3 separate regions of the Mus musculus genome follow, and all the other regions are linked to region 3. A link is a contact called in public Hi-C and HiChIP or PLAC-seq data. All regions are on one chromosome and are shown on one strand. The core of a region is the stretch at or near the end of the contact, and the rest is flanking DNA. Distances in the headings are between cores, read along the strand shown.

Region 1 (4,197 bases), core at 58-2,557, 150 kb before region 3:
TCACGAATTCCTGCCCGAACAGTCCGTACCTATCACTTATTAGGCAGAAGCAAACAAAAACAGATGGGCCAACACACATACAACTGCAAAACAGCGCCGCTTTTTCCGCACAGTGTGACTCTTCTGAAAATTTTAAGGGTTTTATTTCGCTTCCCTTCCAGTGTTGTTCCTATTCGGAACTGCATACAAGTCCTGACCAATCAACTACTTGCAGGTGTTTGGCGTTTTGTTTTGTTTTTGTAGCCATATCCTTCTCCGTCCTCATCCCTAATCTTTACGACATTCTGTTTCCTAGAACGCCAGTTTCAAGAAAAATCTAGCAGCTACTCTTCAATCAAGTAACCAAACAAGCACTGTTAAGCTACTGACTGAAAAGAACGCACGACTTACTACTACTACAAGCGGCGCCTTCGCTGTCCAGAAAAAGCAATCGGGAATGGCAGGCAGCCGGTTTCTAAAGTCCAAAGAACCAGACGTGTTCTACCGAAACGACCTCCGCGTAGGATTAACGCGAAAACCAAAACAATCGGCACCAACATAAACAAATGTGGCAGCCATCTCAGGGAGAGGGAATCAATCTCTCCCCGCAGCCAGAAGACTCAACTTTCTTCGGAAACAAAAGTTGCCAGCCTCAGCAACTTGATATACAATGTATACGTCCCGGAGCACTAAAACTTCTGGCCCTCCTGCTCAACAAAGGAACTCTTTCTTCCGATGGCTGAAAAACTTTTCGTCCCACCGCATTCTTACAATCCCCGTCTTAAAAAGAAAGGAATCCAGACGGTAGACGGGGCGAGGGGGAGAAATCAGTTCTACTATTCGGCGGCTAAAATGCCAAGGCACGGGAGAAAGAAGGGAGACGAGTCGGGCAGAGCGAGGTGGACTAAAGTACCGTCGCTTCCGGCCCACGAACTTGGCTCGACGCTTCCCGTAAAAGAAAGAAAAAAAAAGAAAGAAAAGAAATTACCTCTCAGGGTGTCTCAGGGCAGCCGTCCCGAGGCTCGGCTTGACATGGTTCCCTGCCCTTCCTCAGTGGCTCCGGGCCCCGCCGAGGCTCCCGTGAGGACGAGGCGGATGTGGAGCTGCCGCCCGGCCGGCCGCAGCAGTGCGGCTGCTCCGGTGGGGGCTGGGGTGCGGGCTGGCTTCCTGCTCGCGACTTGTGTCAGGAGTTTCCCAGCCCCGGCTCGCTTCTCCGCCGAAGGAAAAAACTTTTCACTCGTGACACCGCCCGGAATTGCCGTGCGAAACTCACTTCCTGCCTGGGTGAAAAGCAGGCTCCAGCTCGGGGCCCGGGAACCCGGAACCCCGGGGTGGCGCGCCGCGCCGCCGAGGGGGAGGGGACGGCGCCCGCCCCGAGCCGCGGAACCTCGCGCGGCCCACGGGGGGCGAGGACGCGGAGCTCGGCCGGCCTGGGCCGCACTAGGCCTCCGCCCCCACAGCCGCGCCGCGCGGGTATTGTCTCGAGTGCGCCGGCCGCGCCCTGCGCCCGCCCGGCCCCCGCCGCTCCGAGCCGGAGCCGACCGGCCGCGCAGGCTGGAAGGCGACCGTCCGTCGGGCGGTCCGACCGGCCGGCCCTGTCTCTGCCACTCGCGCTCGAACCCTCCGGGCTTCCCGCCGCCGTCCCTGCGCTCTCCTCCGTCCTCTTTCCCTGCGGTCGCGGCCGCGGCGGCGCGGTCTCCTCGGGAGCTCGCGGGCCCGCGCCGGGGGCCCAGGCTGCGTCGCGCGCCGCCGCGCCACCTTCACTCTCGAGCGGGAGACGGAGAGGGGAGGCGAGGCGGAGGAGAGAAAGGAGGAGGCGGACCCGGGCCGGGCCGGGGTGGAGGGAGTTTCTGCTTCACAGGCCTCGGCGGCAACAGCGCCACCGCCCCGGCGGCTAAGGGGGCCGAGGCTGCGCGCGGCGGCGGCGGCGGCGACGGGGGCGGGGCGGGCTCCCGCGGGGGCGCCCCAACCGCCCACAGCCAGGCGAAGGCCGGCGCGAGCCAGTCAGCGCGCACGGGGTCTACGCGGTCGACGTCGGCGGCGGGGGGCGCGGGCCGGGGGCCGCGGGCCGGCGGGGAGGCGCGCGGCGGGAGGCCCGCCACCCACCCTCCCGAGGCCCGGGCCGCCGGGCTCCCCTCCGCCCCCCACGACCCCGCGAGGCCTCCGCCGCCCGGGCCGATCGAGTTTCTTTGTACGACCGTAATTGGTGCAAAGAGGTTGTTCGAGTGCAGCCCCGATTTCCAGGCAGCAGGTATCTCTTTCAGCTGCAGCACTCCGACGCCTCTAATGGCACGCTCAGGTTGCAGGAAACCACCGCCGCTGCTCCGTGCAGCTTCTTCCCACGCCGGGCCGGCCTCCGAGCTTGCTGCAAGCGGCGACGCGGCCGGGGGCCCCTCCGAGGAGACAAAGCTGGTGCTGGGAGGCGGGGAGCGTGGCCCGCGAAATTGCCTCAAGACGGTGCCTTTGTTAGAGGAAACATTGGATGCACTCCGAGCGCCGCGAAGCCTTCCAGCCCCTACGCTTTCGGGCGTGCAGTCGTTCAGTCAGTCGCGCTGGCCCTGGTAGTTCTGCCTGGCAGGGTTTGCGTTTATTGCAGAGAGAGACTTAAGCATTCTGTCAACACATATGGCTTAGAAAGCTTCAACCATAACATTGCCGTTTTTACAGTTACTGCTTTAAGTATGTTAGCAGACAGAACATCCTTGTTTTACCCGAGGGAATGGAATAGATTCTGGGCAAACCATCGTCCACCCCCACTCTGCTGTATTAACTATGCACAGGGATGGTAATTAGCCTCTGGGTCCTTCAAGCCACTGGTTCAGTTCTTCCGTCTGTAGCCCAGAGATAATTATTCATCACCAACTTTGAATAAAAAGCTATATGCCTTACAGATGAGTTTTGGCTTGCATCCAAGGGAAAGAGTTCACGAAGTCCACCAAAGAATTATTTACTAAAGTTGAGTTCTACGCCAGAGACAAATACTTGGAATAATTCCAAAGATATTCAAATCATTTTGAATTGAAGTGGAAGCATTTTAACTACACCCAAAACTGCTAGAATTAACTAACACGAGCGTTAGATTCTTAGCCCGTAGAGGACAGTGGTACCAGGGTTTCAGAGCGGTCTCTGAAAAACATTCGATGACAGCCCCGGGAATGGCAGAACTGGTCATTTCATCTTGGGAATCTATTTTATACTAATAGGGATCTTAGCCATTGTATATTTTAAAAACGGTGTATTTGTACAGACTGTTTCAACGGACATGAGAACGTTTTGTTTTACACCATCTTTGGAAAATGTTTGGAGTTTGATCAGAGCTCAATGGCAAGGCTATGATCAAAAGGTCTCTATCCTAAAGTGTCCTGGATGAAGCAGCCTCCATCCAGTGAGATCCCTGTTGACTCCTGGGATTCCAGTACTACTGCATCCTGTAGCTTTAGACCCTACTAAATGTAACTGCCTATGTAGTTTAGTAGTAGAAACCATGCCCTGGGTTTGATCTCCAGCACCATGTGAGGAAAGGGATAGTAGGATAGATTGAAACAAACCTAACCCCAGCCTAAATAACAGGAAACCCCCAACTCTAGGTTAAAACTTGCCCTGGTCCTAGCCTTTTTTAATGTAAATTCCTGCTGGGGACTATTGTGACTACCACTCTGACTAAAAGTCGCCATAACTCACCTGAAATTCTGTCAGTCGCACTTATTCCCTCGGGGTTTATTTCTCTAGAGCAAAGCCATAATCGCAGGAAAGGTAATATTTTAAGCCTTAACAGTAGTCATTTATACCTAATTCATCAGATTGATCTCTAAAGCAGCTTTTAGTGGAAGGAGAAAACGAAGATAGCATATGTCGATGCTGAGTGAAGAGAGAATGAGCCTCACTCCTTAGACAGTACAGAGAACAGGAATACAGGCGACAGACGGTCCCCATTCGACTGTTACCGAAGTTCTGATTATGCTGGAGAATGAGCCCCAAGAATGGTGCATGTTTTACTATGTCCTGTACAGCTGAGGCAGAGCTATAATAACATTGCTCATAATTTTAAGGAAAATGTTCTACTAGTTCATGTGTTTGAAGTCGGGATCCACTTTGCCTATTTGGACAAATGTTTCTTTAATAAACCCTTATGAAGTGTTTCCCAGACGTTCTGTATCTGTGAAATGGCTGCTCCGTTTATGATCAGGTATTCAGTAATGACAAATGACCAGTCTCTGT
Region 2 (3,987 bases), core at 1,321-3,820, 230 kb before region 3:
TCATCAGAGGCAGCTTGGGAGCAAAGGAGAAAAGAAGGGAAGAAAAGGAGCAGAGCTGAGGCTGCTGAGCTGAGCATCCCCGGGATGGCCTCCTTGGGAGCTGCAAAGCCTCTGCTCAGGAGACTTCCCCTCAGAGCTTCACGGATCCTGGGCTCCCATGTCACACCTCTGAGCTGTGTGGTTCATGGGCTTCTGAATTCCAGGACATCTTTGCAACTAAGCAGACACTAACAATCACTACTCAATTACTTTAAAAATGGAGTAAAGAAATTTATTGCATAAGCCACTTATATATCTGTGAAACCATTTATGTTTAGCCCTATATTTATTATTTGTATTATTGTTTCTATTTATTGTATAAGTAAATACATTTGTTCAAATGCACACAGACCTGACTTTGGAGTTACTATCCACGGGAGTCTGTTTCACGGGAGAACAGAGTGACGTGTCTTGACTGCTGTCAGTATTAAGAGACACTGAATCAGACATTCGGGACGGAGAAGAACAGTTGCTGTTATTCTGATTACTGTTGTGTGTGACTTCATCGGATAAAGAGTCTGCATCCTTCGCATCATCTGAAAAAAGAAGAAAGTATTGAAGCGCAGTGATAAATTCACTAAGAATTCATGGAAAGCGTTTGCACTGATTGTATGTCTGAGGTGATAAATTAAGTCGGTAAGATAATCAGTGGTATCTCTGAAAATTAAATCCGAAAATATACAAAAATTCAAAAATTTAAAAGTTGTAATCGAATTTTTAATGTAATGTAGGGTACCCAAAATTTGACTTCGCTTTCTGCACAATTTTCAAAGGCTACTAACTCATTTTGGTGAATGAACGTCCTTTTGATTTTAAGAACTCATAATAAAAATATATATTTACAACCTCCTATAGTTCATCTAGTCAAGGAATTATTTCATATGAATGTGTAATATTTTTCAGCCTATCTTGATAATAAAATTGAGCAATGTAATCAATATGTAAACAAAATCAAAATTTCAAGGGTCGGTTCCTTTATTTCAAATGTAAACATTTACTTTTATATGTATGCCTGTGTGTGTATGTGCATTTGACTGAAGGTGCTCAGAAGTCAAAGGTATCATATCCCCTGCAGCTGAAGTTAGAGTGAGCTGCCCAATGTGGGTGCTGGGAACCAAGCGTGGGTCCTCTGTATCTCTCCACCTCAAAGACCTGTTTATAAAGTGGTAATCTCTCCATGTGTGAGGTGGTTGTTTAGAACAACGAAAAGGAAACTGTTCATATCTACTAAAGCACAAGTTTAAAAGGAATTTGAAAATAGTTGTAAAAAAGCTCTTTATAAAGAAGTCAACTCTAGCCAACTCAAGGGTCTAATGTACTCAGACATACCCACATATCGATTAAAGATAGTTTATTGTTTTTAGAAATAGGGCTCAAATGGTTTAGGAACTCCAACCTCAAGGTACTTGAGTCTTAGTTCCTTAATGTGTAAAAAATAATGTTAGACAGCCTTTGAAGTACTTTTTATGGGGCTATTACTACAACCAACTGTTAAACAGCTAAGTAACAACTGCCTAGTACCTAAGCAACTGTTAAATAAAGTACTCAATCGTTTTTAAGTATCCTTATAAACCCAAGCTGGCCAAGAGCCACCTTGGTAGTATCATTAGCTCTATGAAAGCAACCGTCTGGATAAGCATTTGGCAGAGATAGCGCAAGCTGATCAGGCACAAGTCGCAAGAGTTGTGTGATGACATAGGTGACAATTAGCTGGCGAAAGTTGGGGAAAAGCACTTAATATTTATCATTCTGGAATAGATAGGAATAAAATAATGTTTATATAGTATAAATCGTATATATCAGGAACTATGCAATGTATTATATGCAAAATCCTTCATTGGCCTCACTACAATTCAAATTTGTCTATATAAATGGATAAAATTAAGCACACAAGGAAAATGTATCTAGGAAATACTCAATAGAAATGGAATTATAATCTAGAATTATATCCCTTTAATGTACATGCCCTTACAAACAAACTCTGCATGGGAGTGGAGAGGACCTACCAATCTCTTTCTTTAAAAATGGGAAATAAGAACAACATTTTAGAAAGGCAGTTATAAATTTTGCTTTCAGAATGTTTCAAAAATGTGACATCCAATGAAATTTACTTCCACAAAGTTAATACATCTTACTTAGGTGATTTCTAGTCTTAATGCCTCCCCCTCTTAACATCTAACCTTTTTGATTATTACTAACCCTTTTTATTATTACTAAGTGCTACAACTTTGGGCTGATTAATCGAGGATTCAATTAATGGAGGTCGCATCTCTGCCATTTTCATTTCTTCATCAGAAGAAAGTTCTTCAGATTCCTAGTTTAAAGAAAAAAGGGATAAATACGAGAATTAAACTTTGGACTCTTTAAATGAATTAATATATCATAAAAACATCACAGGGAAACGAAGCAACTGCTCAGACCATGTATAAAAGTGCCTGTTAATGGAAATGGTTGACAAAGCTGCATGACTCAACTTTTTCAAGTGCAGCAATAAACCTACAGTAGTACTGTAACCACAGATTAAAACTTCTCATGGATCATTTCTGGCTCTAAGCCTTATCACTGTATCAGTAGTTGTCACGTGCCAGAGTGTGAGGTTACTGGCAAACAAAAATGACCACAGCACAATCCTGTTTTTCAAAAATTCAACTTCTGGAGTCCCTCAACAGAGCCTTTGCCTAAGTGTTGAGTAGTTTCATAACTATATTTGGCTTCTACGATAGACTACTATTAATGTGAACTATAAATATTTTACCTATTTTGAAAACAGAATTGTTATTTTCCATGTTTATTTCCTGTAATACGCCACAGTTGTTGCAGATTACCTACTACTGAGTAGTGTCAGAAAAGAAAATGACTTGTTAGTCATCAACTATTAATAGAAATTTTAATATCATATGTCATGCAGGAAATGAGCTCTCTTGCCAGTTAAATCATTCCTACATACTAAGATGAAACTAAAGCAAATGCTTTACAAAACTTGTTCCTCTGAAAAAGAAACAAACAGTACTAAGGACTTTTATGTGTTTGTAAGTGCCACAGTAAAGATATGGATAGTGGAGAGATCACTCAGCAATTAAGAGCACTTGCTGTCTTGCAGAGGACAAAGGTTTATTTTCCAGCACCCACATGGTAGCTCTATTTCTTGGTGTACAAAAATACTATTTTAATGAAATAGTTTTCAATCTCTATTCATATCATTATAGATTTATTTTTATTTCTTGTGTATGAATGTTTTGCTTGAATGTATGACTGTGTGTGTGTGTGTGTGATAACCATGGAGGTTAAAAGAGGGTGTTGAGCCTCTGGAACTGGAGTTAAGGGAGAACCAGAGCCACCGTGGAGTTCAGCGAGGCACAGTAGCTCACAGCTATACACCTAGCATGCAAGAGGCTAAGACAGGAGGAGTATCACGAGTTACACCAGCTTGGGCTGCATAGTGAGCTCCAGGACTATCTGGGCTATGGAGACTTAGTCTCAGAAAACTGAGAGTTCTGTCTATGTTTAGCAGTCTCACTTATACCTGAGATATAATTCAATAGAATACTATTCAGACACCATAGAAATAAGATGCAGTTCTGAGAATTACCACAGTATGAACTTCAAGAGAATATGCCAAGGGAAGGAAACGATAAAAGACCACTTACTGAGCAGTAATAGACAAATCTATACAGGCAAAGTACTTACTAGTTGCTTAGAGCTGGGGGGGGGGGGCGTGCAAAGCCTTAAAGGGACAAAAAGGATGACATTTCTTTTTCTTTCTGTGGCTATACAAATATTCTGCAAGTAACTGTGGTGATGGTTTTACAACTTTGTAAATTGTTTAAGTCATTAAATTATATGCTTTCAATCAGTACACTTAGAGTTTATCTCTTTTTAAAAAGGCCTCCTGCCTTAAAAAAAAACCAAAAACAAAACCTACAACTTTTAATAGTAGAGATTATATTT
Region 3 (3,914 bases), core at 512-3,011:
CCGACACCAAGTAAGAATGTTTCAAAAGGAAACAACAACCCTTTCCTAAAGGAAAAAAAATGAGTGAACATATTACTTAGTATTTCTTATTTTCTTGCATAATTATAGTTTTAGTGGAATTTTTACTATTCAAATGTGGACTTGAATATATGAAATCATACAGAAGGAAGTTAGCTGATACATGACAACTGTCCTTTAAGAATTAATCTTTCATGTGCTAGTTTCTAAGAGTACGTTTATTTAAAAAAATTGTAGGCTTTACTAAAAAACATTACAAATATTCTCTTTTTCATGTTAGATATCAATCTCCCCCGTAATTTTATATAAATAAAAATAGTAATTTGCCTCTGCTAGAGATATCACATTGTGATAAAAGAAAAACTGCCAGTAAGGAGGTCGGTCCTTATTTCTTTAGATATTACAACTAAAATATCCTGACTCTTGGCTGTATGAGTATTTCTCTCTCTCCTCTCCCAACTCCAAACCTCACCCCAATTTTATAGCTTAGAAATAGAAAATGTCATATTTACTAGACAACAAGTTGCATAGTCAATGTTTAGGCACTGCTCAAAATGTTTTCCATACCGTGAATCTCAGACATTGAGCAGTCCTTTAAAGACATAGTCTGTGGCCATTCTCATGTACTGATAAAGACACTAAGGCTCACCAAGTCATCTGCACAGTGTAACCTGTGTGGCCCAGCCAGTCACACAGTGAGCACTGGCATTAGAAATCAGGCAGCACGGATCTAGAACCCCACTCCTAGCCATTATGCTCGGCTTAATTTCTCTTAGCCTCAGGGAGTAGTTCTCCCTGTTGATCAGTGAGGTAACTGAGGCTCCGAGGCTAACTTGAATAAGGTCATTTAAGGTCATTTGCCCACATGACACCCAGTACATGCGTGCAGCTCTGTGAGGGGCCCTGAGGGTAAGATGACAGTCTGTCCAGGCTCCTGATGTTCTAATAAGGAAGAGAAGCCGCAGGGACAAACTAAGCAGCAGTGCTTTGTGATGGGCACTAAGTTAGAGCACATAGGGCGAGGGGACTCGGAAAGACTCCACGGTGGGGAGTGGGAAAAGTCAGTGTCCTAAAAGAACTGGGTCCTAGTTAGACTATCCAAAGGCAAAGAGCATGTGACCGAGAAAGCTGAAGGATAAAGAGGAAGCGGCCAATGTGGAGTCTTGGGACTCATTCGAGACACACAGCGTTGATCTGTGGCTGTCTGAGGTTGGTCGGATTCAGTCGCTTTTGTCTTTTCTGCAATGCTAGAGATTGGAACTGTGGCCACATGCATGCAAGGTGACTGCGCTATCACTGACCACTACCCAGCGGCTGCTCTCAGACTTATTCAAGGGAGCACTGACAGGGTTTCACTGGTGAGACCTGATAAGCTTATATGTCTTAGAGAATGCTCCTATTTCTCCCAATGATAGGATACAGACTTAGAAAATGGGAGAACTGCAGTGATAGTTAATTGCAGAGGTAGAGACAATACACCTTGGTGTAAAGGTAGCATGGTGCAAAGACTCAAGGGCAACGCTCAGGTTTCAGAGAGAACACAGCAGACTTGCAGGGGAAGGAGAAGGTAAACTGTGACCTGCTATATGTGCACAGGCATGCAGGCGGAAGTCACTGATCTTAAAGGTGGCTGCACTTACAGGATGGCTAAGCTGACTCAAGAAGTATGGACTGATTCATAGAGTCAGTGAGGCCAGGACTGCCGGGAACTAGGCCAAGCTGGGGTTGAGAGGAGCTATGAGACAGAGCAGCGGACAGGAAGTGAGTGTGTACCAGAGTCAACTGTGCAGACGGGAAGAGCCTCAGTGAGGCTAAAGGAGCTCAGTGCTTGGCTTTGGCAAGAGCCGTGAGCAGGAGCGCTAGCTAGGCTACGAGGCTGAAGGAGGAAAGTGTGAGAGAAACGCGGTTAAGGAAGTGAGGGGAGCCAAAAGCCAATGGGCCAAGCACAAGAGCGATACCCTGTGGACAAGCGAGATCCACACTGACCTCACCTCCTCTCCACAACACTTCTGATGTGAAACTGGCTGAGGCTCACAAGACTAGCACTCTGTTTTTTCTGGTATATGTTTACTTCTTTTGTTATCAGTAGAATAAGATTAAGACTGTTCTAAAACCTGCCCATATGTATGTATTAAGGTATAATTTAAATATTTATCTACTTAAATGAATTTAAATAATTTGTTCTTTTTCTGAGATAAAGAAAATATTTTAAAAACACTTAAAAACAGCTGTTACTGAAACACCAATAAAAAACTGGCTAAAATATGTAAAAGTTAAGAAGGCTTCTTAACTCATATTACTTAGTATGTCACAAAATGTATGATTCAATCCTTCAAAAACTAACACTGGAAATCAAAGATGCAGTTTGGATTCTGCAGCCAAGCACACCTATGGCTCTTGTAGAAGCTTGAAGTTGGGCACCGATGTTGAGCAGCTCATGACTGCTATAACATCCTCTCTGGAGTCTGTGGATACTGTGTGCAGGTGTACACCTCTCCATCTCAGATACACCAATATACACATCCTTAAAAAAACCTAATAAAAAAAACAATAAGTCAGAAAAAAAGACACGGGTTATAGTAACATGCAAGAGAAGGGTGAGAAACCTCAAGAAATAACCCAAAGGCCTGCGCCAGAGCGAGAGACATGGAGAACTGCACCGATGTTCCAAAAAGAAATCTTTTTATGGTTTTACCTAGAATCAAAATGTCCATTCAATTAAAACATAGAAGATAACAGAACACAATTTCCCCATAGCTTCAGGAGGGAATGGGATATAAAACATGGATAGAGCAGTTTAAGAGCAATGAAGCTCCAATCTCTGCACAATTAAAGGCACAGGCAAGGGCAGTGCTGTGACCGTGAAAACACTACACATTTGATCAATGGCTGGGGCAGAAGAGATGGCCCAGCAGTTAAGAGCACTTTCTGCTCTTCTAGAGAATCCAAGTAGCTCACAACTGCCTGTAACTCCAGCTCCAAGGAATTCAAAACCTTAGGTCCCTAGCCTCTGAAGGCACCCATATTTATATATATATATATATATATATATATATATATATATATATATATATATACACACACACACAGAGAAAGAGAGAGAGAGGAAGGAAGAGACAGACAAATAAGAAAAAACTTCTAAGAAAAAAGTGAACCCTTAAATGTTTGGCTCAAGAAAAAAATCTGAAGAGCAGAAATAATGGAGTCTAGCTTGGATAGACTGCCTATGTGAACACTGGAGTCAGCCACTTGTTGGCTGGACCTGGGAGCAGAAACAAGTCTTTAAATATGGAGAGGACCAACCACCTTGTTGGAAGAAGACAGCAAATGCAAGCCTCAGAATGCTAAAGCCACACTGGGAGCCTCAAAGAGTTGGTTTCTTTGCTCTGGTGATCAACCCAAGGTCACGTGTACGTGCTGTGCAGATGTAGACAGTGGTGGAGAGGTTGGTCTGGAGTGGCACTGCGGGCCAACCTGGCAAGGAGGAAGCAGAGACAGCTGTGTTTTCCCTTACTGTGTAGTATAGGGTGTGGGAAGGGGGACAGGTACAGAGGAAATACTTTCTTCATGGTCAGGCGAATTTCAGTAGCGAGCAGAAAAGAAAGGAAGGGCTGCAGCCGACCCCGATAAAGCTAGCCTCATGCCTGGGACACACCAATGCGGAAGTCTAGAGCACAGCGGTGGCTCAGGTGTGCGTGGCCTTCCTGCCATTCATCTAGCTCCTAGTCACACACACTTTTTCTTCTTTTCTTATAGTATTTCTTTTAGCATTACATGATTTGTATGCATCCTGAAATTCACCCACACTCTTTGAAAAGCTTGGCAAATATTTCTTCCCAGTGCATCCCACACCCATAGTCCAAGTTGTTTTAAGGTGAACGGCTCTAACCCCAGAA

The links. Hi-C and Micro-C count contacts between places; a contact is called where the count stands out from the background. HiChIP or PLAC-seq counts read pairs in DNA pulled down with a chosen protein or histone mark.
Region 1: an H3K27ac HiChIP or PLAC-seq map of heart atrium shows a contact between it and region 3, with 2.7 times the contacts expected there. The contact joins the promoter of Erbin here to the enhancer-like site in region 3. A contact is called at or near these places in 12 of 39 promoter capture datasets (the 3T3-L1 cell line, the C10 cell line, the HPC-7 cell line and 7 more), 1 of 15 datasets of contacts at CTCF or cohesin (pro-B cells), 8 of 484 Hi-C or Micro-C datasets (the C10 cell line, the G1E-ER4 cell line, the HPC-7 cell line and 4 more), 11 of 115 datasets of contacts at active chromatin or transcription factors (the HPC-7 cell line, the SCID.adh cell line, bone marrow-derived macrophages and 7 more) and 3 of 9 other capture datasets (adipose tissue, liver and pancreatic islet).
Region 2: a contact with region 3 is called in a Hi-C map of bone marrow-derived macrophages, with 20 read pairs. The contact joins two enhancer-like sites. A contact is called at or near these places in 9 of 484 Hi-C or Micro-C datasets (LSK cells, Th2 cells, bone marrow-derived dendritic cells and 6 more), 2 of 115 datasets of contacts at active chromatin or transcription factors (astrocytes and microglia) and 2 of 9 other capture datasets (liver and pancreatic islet).

Annotation. Positions count from the first base shown.
Region 1 is chr13:103,919,279-103,923,475 of GRCm38.p6, forward strand. It overlaps Erbin (Erbb2 interacting protein), which reads right to left and starts at 1,308. Exons shown (of 26, transcript NM_001289473.1): 1 at 968-1,308. It overlaps D130037M23Rik, which reads left to right. Exons shown (of 1, transcript XM_006517803.4): 1 at 1-4,118. The coding sequence starts at 715. The coding sequence ends at 2,544.
Region 2 is chr13:103,838,916-103,842,902 of GRCm38.p6, forward strand. Erbin (Erbb2 interacting protein) reads right to left here. Exons shown (of 26, transcript NM_001289473.1): 19 at 2,239-2,353; 20 at 392-575. Among named protein-coding and RNA genes, the nearest start is that of Gm52054, 66 kb to the left of the region's middle. Within about 2 kb of position 2,571, at least 50 of the 459 cell types and tissues checked have an H3K27ac peak or open chromatin away from gene starts, as enhancers often do. A contact at or near this core is called in bone marrow-derived macrophages, where this site is marked.
Region 3 is chr13:104,073,105-104,077,018 of GRCm38.p6, forward strand. All of the region lies in intron 1 of Nln (neurolysin (metallopeptidase M3 family)), which reads right to left. Among named protein-coding and RNA genes, the nearest start is that of Nln, 35 kb to the right of the region's middle. Within about 2 kb of position 1,762, at least 83 of the 459 cell types and tissues checked have an H3K27ac peak or open chromatin away from gene starts, as enhancers often do. A contact at or near this core is called in the SN4741 cell line, Th1 cells, bone marrow-derived macrophages and 6 more, where this site is marked.